2 separate regions of the Gasterosteus aculeatus genome follow, and region 2 is linked to region 1. The links are chromatin contacts, called in public Hi-C maps. All regions are on one chromosome and are shown on one strand. Each heading gives the region's core, a stretch centred on a gene start, on an enhancer-like site or on the middle of the called end of the contact. The rest is flanking DNA. Distances are from core to core; before and after follow the strand shown.

What was found. A called contact is a pair of places that touch in the nucleus more often than the background predicts.
Region 2: a contact with region 1 is called in a Hi-C map of skeletal muscle, with 3 times the contacts expected there. The contact joins the enhancer-like site here to the promoter of emilin1a in region 1. A contact is called at or near these places in 2 of 6 Hi-C or Micro-C datasets (both in skeletal muscle).

What each region holds. Positions count from the first base shown.
Region 1 is chr18:1,098,286-1,104,833 of fGasAcu3.hap1.1, reverse strand. It overlaps emilin1a (elastin microfibril interfacer 1a), which reads right to left and starts at 3,677. Exons shown (of 12, transcript XM_040160242.2): 1 at 2,321-3,677. The coding sequence starts at 2,433.
Region 2 is chr18:1,177,970-1,184,517 of fGasAcu3.hap1.1, reverse strand. LOC120808152 (polyunsaturated fatty acid lipoxygenase ALOX15B) reads right to left here. Exons shown (of 14, transcript XM_040160812.2): 4 at 6,429-6,548; 5 at 6,242-6,345; 6 at 5,791-5,954; 7 at 5,531-5,674; 8 at 3,039-3,239; 9 at 2,825-2,911; 10 at 2,555-2,724; 11 at 1,829-1,950; 12 at 1,588-1,688; 13 at 43-213. Among protein-coding and RNA genes, the nearest start is that of LOC120808152, 7.3 kb to the right of the region's middle. Within about 2 kb of position 2,822, at least 3 of the 9 cell types and tissues checked have open chromatin away from gene starts, as enhancers often do.

The DNA.
Region 1 (6,548 bases), core at 2,428-4,927:
TTACAGTGTTTACCGAGGGAATAAATCAAGAGAGAAGTAGAGTCATTTCCTCATAGACGTCTATGGGAGCAGAGGAGTCGCCCCCTGCTGGTCACTACAGAGAAGTAGAGTCATTTCCTCATAGACGTCTATGGGAGCAGAGGAGTCGCCCCCTGCTGGTCACTACAGAGAAGTAGAGTCATTTCCTCATAGACGTCTATGGGAGCAGAGGAGTCGCCCCCTGCTGGTCACTACAGAGAAGTAGAGTCATTTCCTCATAGACGTCTATGGGAGCAGAGGAGTCGCCCCCTGCTGGTCACTACAGAGAAGTAGAGTCATTTCCTCATAGACGTCTATGGGAGCAGAGGAGTCGCCCCCTGCTGGACAGTAGAGAGGATGCAGGTTTAGGGCACTTCTGAATACAAGGCGGGACTCGTTTCTCTCTCTCCAGCCGGTGGGTGAGTAGGGAATCCTGGGCCCCCTTTGCTCATGTACATACACGTGGCTTGATTTGGTTCTCATCTGTTGTTTCGGTCCCTTAAAGGGGCCTTTCTGACTCTGACTGGGAGATACTGTCTCCACAAAGACGCTGGATGAAGTTCAGGGCTCTGTGCAGACCATTAAAATTGTTCCACACCAAACTGGGGAAACCATTTCTGTTTGGGCCGGGCTTTGTGCATGGGGGGACATTGACACACTAAACCAGGAAAATGCCTTGCCTTAACTGCCACCACAAACTTGGAAGGACGCTAGTACTTGGAATTAGGCCATACCACAGAGGACTCATTCATAGAATTAAGCCCGGGCCCAAATCCTAAAACCTGGACTTGGCTTCATCACATGCACTCGTATTGGCCTCCCTCAGGCTGATGGCTTCAGAACAAAGTTTTTGTCTCTTTGGCTCTCAGGATTTTCTTGCAAAATCCGCAAAGCAGAAGGCCGTAAAAGCAGCCGAGTTGAAGTGTGTCCAGCATTGTGGCTCCTGTGTGGAGCACTGCAACGCTAACGCAATAAGTGCAGTATGAGTATGTGTGACGCATCTGCTTCTCGCTCTGACATTCTTGGCAGGAGATGTGTTGGACAGCCCGGGGGTCCTTCTCCTTTAGTCCCGCCCGAGACCTCTCGAAGGTACCTTCAGTTCGCCTTTATCGCTTATGGAGCACTTCACACATCTGTCAAAACAGATCCATGGGGTTCAAACGGGTGTCAGAGGGGCCAACCATCCACGCCCCCCCCCCCCTACGTCACAGGGAAGCCACGCTGACGCCATCAGCCTGCCGGCTCCTGGTCCGGTCTTCTCTTCTGCTGTCAGTCTGTCTCCTCTCCCTTCCGGCGAGTCCCCCCCCCCCTTTTCTCACTCTTCCGTCCTCTCTTGTTACGCCTGCTTTATTTTCTTTATTCCTACTGCACTTCTCTCACTCTCTTTCCCTTTCTCACTCCTTCCATGGCGCCCTCTTTCTCTCATTCCCAGTAGGCAACGGTACATCTCCATCATACAGCAAAGAGGGCGACCATCCATGTCTCCCCACCGTGGCCCACAAACACGCCACACATCAGTAAACAGAGGCCAGGGGGTCGTGCACGCTTGTGGCCCCAATGACACAGTGACAACACACTGGGGGCTGCAGCAGCACAACGAAAACAGCCATCGCTGATCTACAGGCGACTGTCAATCAAGCATCTCTGAGATCCGAAGATTTACTCACTGGGTCCAATAAGAGGACAAGACGGGGAGTCAATCAGTCTTCTGGATTGACGTCCAGTATTCCTGTGGGGTGTCACTACCCCCCCAGTAGAGCCCATTCACCTTTCCTTGACTTGAGGCATGCAGTTCACCGCAATGATGAATATCCCTACGAACGACAAACTCCTGGCCCCCAAAAAACACGGTTCACTTGGGGCGATAAATCCTGTCCAGCTCTGCCCCCCCACCGCCCCCCAACTCTGCATTAACACACACATCCTCCAGGGAGGGGCCCTGCAGGACCTAACCACCGACAAGACATTTCTTCTGAAAATAACCATGAATTAAACGCTTCTGAAAGAGAAGAAATGTGAAGGTTTCAATGACGTCAAAGGAGGCTTTTTGCTGAGTGTTATAGTTATTTTATATGAGAGATCATATCATCATTGTTTATTAGGAAAAAAGTAGGAAAAAAAGTATTATTTTGGTTGTTTAAAAGAAGAATTATCCAGAATAACAAAACACACACTTTCGGTTTGTAATCATAGAAGCTTGAGAGAAGCAGCGCATCTTGTTCTGAGGAACCCGACGTCCCTCACCGGGGTCCTTACCTCCTCACGACCCCCCCCCCGCTGGTCCCCGTCCCGCGGGTCTTACCGGTGTCTGCTGGCCGCTCTCTGCCCGCTATGAGCACCGGGATCCGCGTACCCGAGAGCCCAAGTCCCGCGGGCCAGCGAGGCGCAGGCGAGCAGGTAAAGCGCCGTCTCCATCCTCGCGTCCACAGCGCCGATGTCCGCGTGAGGCGTTCAGGGACGCAGAGCCATGACGGGACGAGGCGCTGCTCGGGCTTCTGCTGGCTGAGGAGCGGAGGTTCCTCACAGCGCCAACAGAGGCTCTCTCTCTCTCTCTCGCTCTCTCTCTCTCTCTCGCTCTCTCTCTCTCTCTCTCTCTCTCTCTCTCTCTCTCTCTCTCTCTCTCTCTCTCTCTCTCTCTCCCTCGCTCTACCTTAGTGCAGCTTCCATGTTCTCTGTTTTCCACTTATCATTTCAGTTCTTCTACTTTAGCTGCTTCGCTGGTATTTTAAGCCCAATTAAGACTAAATAATGAAGTGGAGTCCTAAAGAAAGACTCCACAAAACTTAAACCCCCAAAATTTGAAAAACAAGTAGAACTTATCGTGTTACCATCAGAGAGTTTACTAGACGTTGTACATTTGTAGATATAAATTAAAGAACAATGAAGCTGTGAGCTTTAGTACGAGTTGAGAGACCACCTGAGAGCGTGGAAAGCCAGTGGGTGGGTTACGCAACGCGGGAAACTCACAGACGCGTTGATCGTGTAAAAACATTTGGATAAACTGTGGAATAAGTACAAAGAAACGATGCATCAGGTGACCACCTTTAGAGATGATGGCCGCCGCCATCTGAAAGCGCCGCGTTCATTTGGACTCAACAGGTGAACGAGGTAAATAAAGCGGCTCACAGCGTTGCCCCACAGACTACGATTGGCAGTTACAGAACAACACGGCATCGAATAAGGTTCTTGATCTTGAGCTTTAAAGACACAACCGTTGGCAAACTGACCGACTAGAGGTGGAAAAGGGGCCACACGGCGAGGGAAGTGCCCTCCAGAGGAACATCTAACTAAACCTGCTAACATCAGCCACTCGTCACACCAGACCACTTAGAGCTGAGGCACCAAAACCCCTTGAATGTATTGAATTCAAGCTTCTCCTCCCATAGAAAGGTACGGCCTGACGTTAAAGGTTAAACTGAAAATTGATGAAGAACTGCAGAATTGCGAGTGGACCTTGTGATCGTTTCGCCGTGTTCTCCATGTTATGTCGGTGGCCGTTTGGCATTTGGTTAATCGTTCATCCAAAATGTAACTCCTTTCAGTGGAAGTGCTTGATGACACAGAGAGCGATGTCTGAAGCGTCGTCCTCCTTCACAATTACTGTCAATCGGCTGTCCTCCCCGTCTCCCTTTTGATCCGAATCTGACAAGTGGACGGCATCCAACAGCCCGACTCCTGGGACACGCACACACACATGTTGTCGTTATCCACTGGATAAGGATCCTGTTGTTGAGGTGTGATCGATGCACAACTCATGGCCATGATTTACGCCTGATGCCTTTTTTCCTTACACGACTGAGGAATGCAGCGCTCAGCAGTCCTCCCGTTGGCGCCGTGGGGAGTCGCCGACTCTTTGACCCCCCCCACTGAGGGCGTAGCCAGGCGTCCTGAAGATGCGGGAGGACAGGAGGATGACGCCGTTACAGAAAACATCCCGCCTGTACCCGCTCAGGCAGGATGCCGTTACTCACGTGAAGGAATGAAGAGCGCCAGTGTGGAAGCTGGCAGCTTGTGGCTCATCTGTTCCATCAGTGCCTTAAGTTTGCACCATTATATTATAGATATATCATCTATTTGACAGTTCAAAGAAGTAAGTCTGAAATCAAATCTGGCAGACGCACAAAGTTCTGGTAAGTGGATTCCGAGCACACTGACCTGTGACTTGTTTCAGTCCGTGCAAAACAAGGCCTTATAAACACTTCAGCACATGAAGAACGGGAAGTGGTGACCGATGTTGTTGATGGCCAGCCCACTGTACTCACGGCTCATTAAAAGAAGCTGCGTTCTTGGCTACTGTACCTTCTGCAGTGAACTGTGGCTGGCGCGGGAGGTAGAAGTGATAAGGCCAAGAATAAACCAGAGGCCTCCCGGGACACGTGATGCACGACACAAACCAGATGCAAGAGGAGCTCTAGGGGGGGAACCAGGGTGGTGTTCGCGTTGACTCCCGTCCCCCCTTTCGTTTACTATAAATCTTGAAAAGGCAATTTGTCTGGACAGATACGCAGAGACACACCCGGTCACATTCCTTCCCTAAACTACTTCCTCCCCATGGAGCCGAATTTCCAGATGCATAAATTAGCAGCAGTTGGAATTATCAAAGCGTTTTGAGGCAGTTTGTCATTTAGAGGCAGGCGACGCCGGCTTATCCGCACATTGCAAACGCACTGAAGTTCACTCAACTTCTGTGTGCTAATCGCGTATTTTATCAGCACAGAGGTCGCCGAGAGGGTTTGTGGAGGACTCTTTGAAGCTATTTTCATTTCCCTTCATGGAACGGGACGGCCTGCACGTCGGTCGCACATCACCAGCGAACTGATACGCGTGCAGTATAAAGAACCTTTATGAAACGCCACATGGTTCTAAGCTAACGCCTCTGCTAAGCTACACCAGGGTGCTGGAGGAAACATCCCACTTATTGAAGTGGAGTTTTTGGTTTGGCTTTTTAGACAAACAAAATAACACGCAAGACACGTAAGTTTGTGACATGGTCACATGGCGTCCTTGTTGAGAGTCCTGTGTTTGTTTGACCCCTCGACCTCCCCTCCGGACTCCGGAGCGTGCCTTGTGTGCGGGTATCGGATCCTGAGACGAAGTGTTGGTATTTGACTCCCTGTGAATAAGAACGGGCTATAAGATATTAAGCTATTAATCCCAATGTTAAGATACTGTGACACCTTCCCCTGGTCTGGATCTTACCGTTGGACTGACACCACCCTGCTATTTGGCCTTTTTATTACTTATTAAGTTATTACTATCTGATCCAGTTCACACGAATGTGTGAAACAAATTTCATAACAGTCCATCCGATATCTGTGCAGACTGTTTTTGATCCTAACACACAAGTCGAGTTCATGGCGGAGTAAGAATTAAATATAGTTTTCATCGGTTGGGAAACATGAATATTTGTGACACGTTTCTTGTCGATCCATCCAATCGGTTCTGAAATGTTTCTGAAGCTGTTTTTTTGCAGCCCGGCTGAAACTGAGGCGTCTGCTCCTCTTCCTGCTATTTGTCTTCATTTGTCTGGAATCGTTGGCTGTTCATCGGTTTCCGTGGTCGCGCTGTGGTCGGACTGCATGTCTTTCCCCCCTGTGGCTTTGAACTGATTGGATCCTCCTCCAGGAGGCACTGGGACGGCGTGTACTGGGTGCACCCGGTCAGCTGTGTGGCGTTCGCTGGCCCGGGCCACCGGACTCTTGACCAAAGCCCTTTGGTAGATTAACATTCCTGGGCGGCCGAGGGGGAGCGTGTTTTTCTGCCTGTATAAAGAGGCCGGATTAACTCACACACAGCGACCCAAACAACAGCAAATTCACACCCTCACTCCTCTAAACAGTTTGTGTGTCCGTCTGACTTTCCATAGGGTTCCTTTTTTACCGACTCCCACCACTTGCAGCCTTTATCGACACGTTGTGCGTTGTCTCCTCGCCGCATGTTCCCGATGCTTCGCGGCTGCCATGTTGACATTCTTTGGTCCAGCGTGTTTTGTTTGCGTTGCTTATTATGGCAGACCCCCAGTTGTTATCTCGCACTTTGAAGGAGCCTTTAAAATGCCTCCGCTGGTGCGAACGCCCGGCTGCACAGAGAGGAGCGGAGCCTCGGGGGAGGTGTCTCCAGAGCTGCACCCACCGATTTGATCCTGCCGAAGCTTCAGATGCCGAGGACGCATGAACCTACGAGACGTCCTGCATGCATGAGCCCAGACATACAGGAGTCTGAGCAGCCCGCCGTGCACGCAGAGTAGCTTCATGACGGTGCACACACAGCAGGAGCCACTGCTTCTGATCCATATCTCCTTTATGGTCCTCCAGCTAAAAGGGATTCGGCCTTGAAGCCACACAAAGAGTTACAGTAAAAATGTGACACTGTGTGTTTTGGCTAATCATCAGTTGCAAGTTAAAAGTTGCAGTTTGAGAGGGAATAATAATGGCGCCCTCTATAAAAGGGCAATGTAAACCCAATCCTGCAGTGACCCCCCCCCAGAACACAAGGTCATTAACCGTCTGCTCTGTGATTGATGATGCAGA
Region 2 (6,548 bases), core at 1,573-4,072, 81 kb before region 1:
GTGAAGATGCATTTTGATTTGATTAAAGACTTGGGTACTTACAATGTCAGTGGACTGCTTGCTGAGCAGCCACAAGGTGGACATTCCCGTAACCGTCGTGTTGATATCAGGTAATGTCTGCAGCAGCGTGGCCTCGCTTGTTGTCCCCTTTGTGGTGGGCGGAGGTTGTTGTAGGGAGCTGGGAGTGTTGGGCATCCAGCCGCCGTAGTCAAACTGTGATCAATGAATGCAATAACTGAATACGCTTTGAAACGTTGGTGAAACGATAGTCATGGTCCCATGAAGATGACTTTCTCCTCGAGCCCGTACCTTCAAAAGGAATGACATTCCTATCGGCCTAATGTGTACTTTGGTTTTTTTATTAATTAAAACAAACCTTTGATGCTTGCATGTAAACACGGTTAAAGACGATTGTGAACATTATACCTTCTAACAGTCAGTATGTAGCGTTGCCACCTCACGCCCGATTGTCACGGTTTGGGTTCATGTCCTGTTTAATTTTGTAGTTTCTTGCCCCTTGTCTCCCTGGGTAACGTCACTTCCTGTGGGTGAGCACGGTCGTCCTCCAATCAGAGGGTTGTGGGTTTGATCCCAGCCCCGGGTAACCCGCATGTCGATGTGTCCTTGGGCAAGACACTTAACCCAACATTGCTCCTGTAGCTGCGACTACAGTGTGTGAATGGTAGTTACTGATGGGCAGGTGTCACTGTGTGTGGTTCTCCTGTCATCATTGTATCAATGGCTGTGAATGGGTGAATGATGTCATGTAATGTTAAAGCGCTTTGAGTGGTCAGAAGACTAGAAAAGCGCTATACAAGTACAGTCCATTTACCATTTACCATTCCTGCCTTGTCCTGTCGTCCCCTGTGATTGTCTGCCGTGTCATGATTGTTTCCACCTGTGTCCAATCACCTGCACCCTAGGGCGACTGTGGGTGAGTGGGGAGCACGGTCGTCCTCCAATCAGAGGGTTATGGGTTCGATCCCAGGCCCGGCTAACCCGCATGTCGTTGTGTCCTTGGGCAAGACACTTAACCCAACATTGCTCCTGTAGCTGCGACTACAGTGTGTGAATGGTAGTTACTGATGGCAGGTGTCACTGTGTGTGGTTCTCCTGTCATCAGTGTATGAAGGGGTGTGAATGGGTGAATGATGTCATGTAGTGTTAAAGCGCTTTGAGTGGTCGGAAGACTAGAAAAGCGCTATACAAGTACAGTCGATTTACCATTTACCTTCCCAGTGTATTTAAGCCATGTGTGTCCCTTGTCATTGTTGAATGTCCAGAAGGCCACGTTGAAGTGGTGCTGGTTCTCGTCTGTTTTTGCCCCCCTTGGAATTTAGATTTTTTGGAATTTTTTACTATTAGAGTCGCTTTGTTTTTGAAATTCTGCGTTTGAGTCCTGCCTTCCCCACCTCCGGACAACGATAGCAGTTGTTGTTCAAAGCATCACGGTGTCAAAGTGAAGCCTCACAGTCCCGCTACCATGGCCGGGCCGACAAATCTTGTTCATGTTCAACTCGCTAACAGTAAAAGCCTCATGAAATTCATTCCACAAAAATAGCACCAAGCAAATAGAAAAGTCCTTACCTGTCCACTGTTCACCGCCGAGTGCTGTCCTGAGCAAGTGAAGATCACCATGGTGACAAACTTCACCAATTCAGCCACGGTGGTAAAACTCTGGGGAATACCTGACAATAAGAGGGAATATATGTTAAAGTTGTATAGATGACACAATATAAGTTTGACTTTTATCTGCATTATGATCATATTATGGTTCTAAAATATGCATATTTTCCATCATCAACATTGAGCTTGTTGTTCAGCTCACCTGTTTGGGTTTGGGAAAGGAATCCATGTTCAAAGATGTCTGAAATCCACTTCTGCAGCTCAGAGTCCTTCTGGACCTCAGCATCATTCTTGTAGTAGAAGCTCAGCACGTCGTTCACAAACCTTTCAGAAAATGTGGATACTTTCCTTAAACCTCATTTGAATTGTTATACAATGCAGTAATATTCTTATCCAAGACATTTTCAAGGTCATTGCTTAAGAGTGATCAGTTGTGCCTTTTCTTAAAAGAATTTGGTGCAATTAGCCGTTAGCGTGTCATCAGCACCAATGATTTGTTATTTAAAGGACATCTTCCATGATGAAAGGCAGGAATGTCCCCTCACTAATCCCACAGTGGACCTCAAAGTCACGTAGGCCGGTTCATTTAGAAAATGTCATCCGTCACTCAAGAGGTGAGTCACTCATTTACTGTGTAGTCATATTTACAGGCAATATGAATCTAACTTGCAGCAGTGCCTCTGGTCTCTGCTGTGGAGCATATATTCCAAGATAATGCAATTTTCTCCTAAAAGTTTATCATGGACTGGGAAATAAACAGTTTGCAATGGGGAGCAGGTGGGGTAAACTATGCATCTTACAGCTTAACTGATCCTTTGACAACGGTCCCAAACCACCGGGCCGTGAAAAGCCCCCCATGAAAACTACAATGCACTTCTTCGTTGAGCTTTAGAGCTCTTGTTCTCCAATAACAGGATAGCTGTTCTACCTGTGGATGATACCCCAAAGCTTGAGTCCATCATCTCTGTAGTAGAAGTTGGGCACGTCCTCCAGCCCACGCTCAGCGATGTCGTCTGGAATGCAGAGGGAGCTGTAGGTCACTGAAGACCACAATCTCTTCAGGAGGGTCTTCATATCGTCTCCCCCAGAAGCCGCAATCTAGGAGACATTCAAATATGTAAGGATTAAAGTTAGACGAAAAATGAAAGAGACATTGGAATTATAAGAATACTGTATATATATCTTAAGGTATTGGTACCTTTGGAAAAACTCCAGACTCAGATATTAGAAGGTTTCGAGCGAGGTGGTTGATCTGTATAGTGTAGCGAGTGTAAGGTACAAGGAGCTGAAAAAGAGGAAAACATGACTAACTTCAGGGCACACATCTTCATGCCTCCTAGCAGGGTGAATACTTTACATTATTATTCATGAACTAGAAGACACAAACAGGAAGGATTGTCCCTCTCAGTTACCTTGTACAGCGGATGCACCATGGGCACGTTGCGCAGCAGGGACACGGCGAACACTTCAGCCAGCAAATGAGTGCGCAGCAGGTGAGTCCCGAGTTGATGCTCGTTGAAATCGGCACTTCTCACAAAGACTTTGGCCAACAACCAGTCAAACCCGTCAGTGGGAAGGAAGATGGGATTATCTTCTGCGGGACTTTGCTTCAGCTGCAGAGCAAAAAGGAGGTCTGGTTACGTCCATCTTTTCAATCACCACGTGTGGTCAATATTTCTGCTTTCAGATCTCTAAATTCATCATTACTTTAGATCCCAGGTCAGAGCACACGGTCAACTTGAGAAAAGAAGCCTTCAATGCTCTAAATTATCATACCTTTGTCAAGGAGAAAAGGGAGGAAATATGGCAATTTCAACGACAATATTTGAAAAATCTTTTCTCTGATTCACACTATTCATATACACTGCCTGGTCACCTGGATTAAACTAAGCAAATAGGTACGAGCCTCCTGTTGGATAATTACTGCATGGGCAGCAACAGTATGAGGTCAGCTGACTACCTGAATTCCATCAATGGATTTGTTCTTCCGTGATGCCATCCATCCATCCATTTTCAACCGCTTATCCGGGGTCGGGTCGCGGGGGCAACAGCTCCAGCAGGGGACCCCAAACCTCCCTTTCCCACATCTACCAGCTCTGACTGGGGGATCCCAAGGCGTTCCCAGGCCAGTGCAGAGATATAATCTCTCCACCTGGTCCTGGTCTTCCCCGGGGCCTCTTCCCAGCTGGCCGTGCCGGGAACACCTCCCTAGGGAGGCGCCCAGGGGGCATCCTCACCAGATGCCCAAACCACCTCAACTGGCTCCTTTCGACGCAAAGGAGCAGCGGCTCTACTCCGAGCTCCTCACGAATGGCTGAGCTTCTCACCCTATCCCTAAGGGAGACGCCAGCCACTCTCCTGAGGAAACCCATTTCGGCCGCTTGTACCCGTGACCTAGTTCTTTCGGTCATGACCCATCCTTCATGACCATAGGTGAGGGTAGGAACCAAGATTGACCGGTAGATCGAGAGCTTTGCCTTCCGGCTCCGCTCTCTTTTCGTAACAACGGTGCGGTAAAGCGAGTGCAACACCGCCCCCGCTGCTCCGATTCTCCGGCCAAACTCACACTCCTATTTCCCCTCACTCGTGAACAAGACCCCGAGGTACTTGAACTCCTTCACTTGGGGTAAGGACACATTCCCTACCTGGAGTAGGCAATCCATCGGTTTCCTGCTGAGAACCATGGCCTCAGATTTAGAGGTGCTAATCCTCATCCCGACCGCTTCACACTCGACTGCGAAACGCTCCAGTGAGAGTTGGAGGTCACAGACGGAAGATGCCATCAGGACCACATCATCTGCAAAAAGCAGTGATGAGATCCGCAGCCCCCCAAACTGTAGACCCTCCTCCCCCCCACTGCGCCTCGATATCCTGTCCATGAAAACCACAAACAAGATTGGTGACAAGGCGCAGCCCTGGCGAAGGCCAACCCCCACCGGAAACGCCTTCGACTTACTGCCGAGCACCCGAACACAGCTCTCGCTTTGGGCGTACAAGGATTGGATGGCCCCAAGCAAGGACCACCTCACCCCGTACTCCCGCAGCACCTCCCAAAGTATCTCTCGGGGGACCCGGTCATACGCCTTCTCCAAGTCCACAAAACACATGTAGACTGGATGAGCATACTCCCAAGCCCCCTCTATGATCCTGGAAAGAGTGAAGAGCTGGTCCGTTGTTCCACGACCAGGACGAAAACCGCATTGTTCCTCTTCAATCCTTGGTTCGACTATCGGCCGAACCCTCCTTTCCAGCACCATGGAGTAGACTTCACCCGGGAGGCTGAGTAGTGTGATACCCCTGTAATTGGCACACACTCTCTGGTCCCCCTTTTTGAAGAGGGGTACCACCACCCCGGTCTGCCACTCTTTTGGCACTGTCCCAGACTTCCACGCAATGTTGAAGAGGCGTGTCATCCAAGACAAACCCCCAACACCCATTGCTTTTAGCATCTCTGGACGAACGTTTCTTCCGTGATGGCACGGGCATATTCCAAGATGACCATGCCAGGATTCATCGAGCTCAAATTGTGAAAGAGTGGTTGAGCCAGCATGAGACATCATTTTCACACGTGGATTGGCCACCAGAGTCCAGACCTCAACCCCATTGGGAATCTTTGGGATGTGCTGGAGAAGGCTTTACGCAGCGGTCAGACTCTACCATCATCAATACAAGATCTTGGTGAGAAATAAATGCACTGGATGGAAATAAATCTGGTGACATCGCAGAAGCAAAGAAATATAGTGTGTGACCTTTTTTTGGTGGCGACGTTTCTTTTGGCCAGGCAGTGTATATAGTTAAGCAACCTAATCGTGTAATTTCTCTAAAGGTATTTTGATCTTTTCTGCACAAATGACATCTGTAGTATTGGATATCTGAAAATCAGCTATTTGAGCGCTAATCTTACCTGAATAGCAATTGGCAACAGTTTATCATGGCTTGTTTTTCGAAGCAGGACCAGGGGAGCCATCAAGTACTGCTTCTTCCCGTTGATGACGTTTGGTTTCACTCCATCCAAAAGCTTGTAGTCACACAGGAATAGGTTTCCTTTCTTTTTCAAATTCCAGTGAGGATGAGAAAAAAAGTTGACTCAGATAATATTAATCATACTAAATTAACGCGAGTGCAACATACTTTTACAGATATGATCAAATTCAAGACATTCACCTTCATTTCATCTGCCAAGCTCTGACCCCCGAGGGAGACCATGTCCTCTGTGACAGGAAAGTTCTCAGGCAGGGCTGAACAACGTCGGATCATCATGGGGTTGACCCCGTTTAGAAACTGGTAGCCAAAGAAATCATCTTCCTTCCAATTATCCCGGACATAATCTGGAAAAAAGCAGAGGTTACCATGTTGGAGTTTTAAACGTTCTGCTAGAAAATCTCTCTCTATCGCAGTTATCAGCTTGACTACTGTGAAGCAGACTTTTGGAAACAAAGTGTTGCACAGATTCAGTCACAAAGTATTTTATTCAAGTATTTATTGTATGTTCTTGTGACATTTTTCCCATATTTATAAAGCCAAGTAACAAGAACATGAGTAACATGCTTTCGGTGGCATCATGAACATGTGAATGAACACTATCAAGTATGTCATTGAACTACCCCGACAGTACCTGATATGTCAGTGTGTTTCAACCAGAACACCCGCTTGATGGAATCAATATCAGGCCAGTTCTTCCGGGAATCAGATAATCCCTTCAGCTGCAACTCGAGCAGCCTGAGAAATAAAATCAAGAAGTCAATTTCATCATTAACCCTTAAATAATTTAATAGGGAGACTTCCTTCCACAGATTCCTCACCCAGTCCCTCCTGTGTAGATAAACTCTGAAGCCTTAGTGAAGGAGAACCGGACCTCATAAGGGAGAGAAAAAGGGTCCTTTGCCTTCATGCAGTGGGTTATTCCCTCCAGATACTCATCC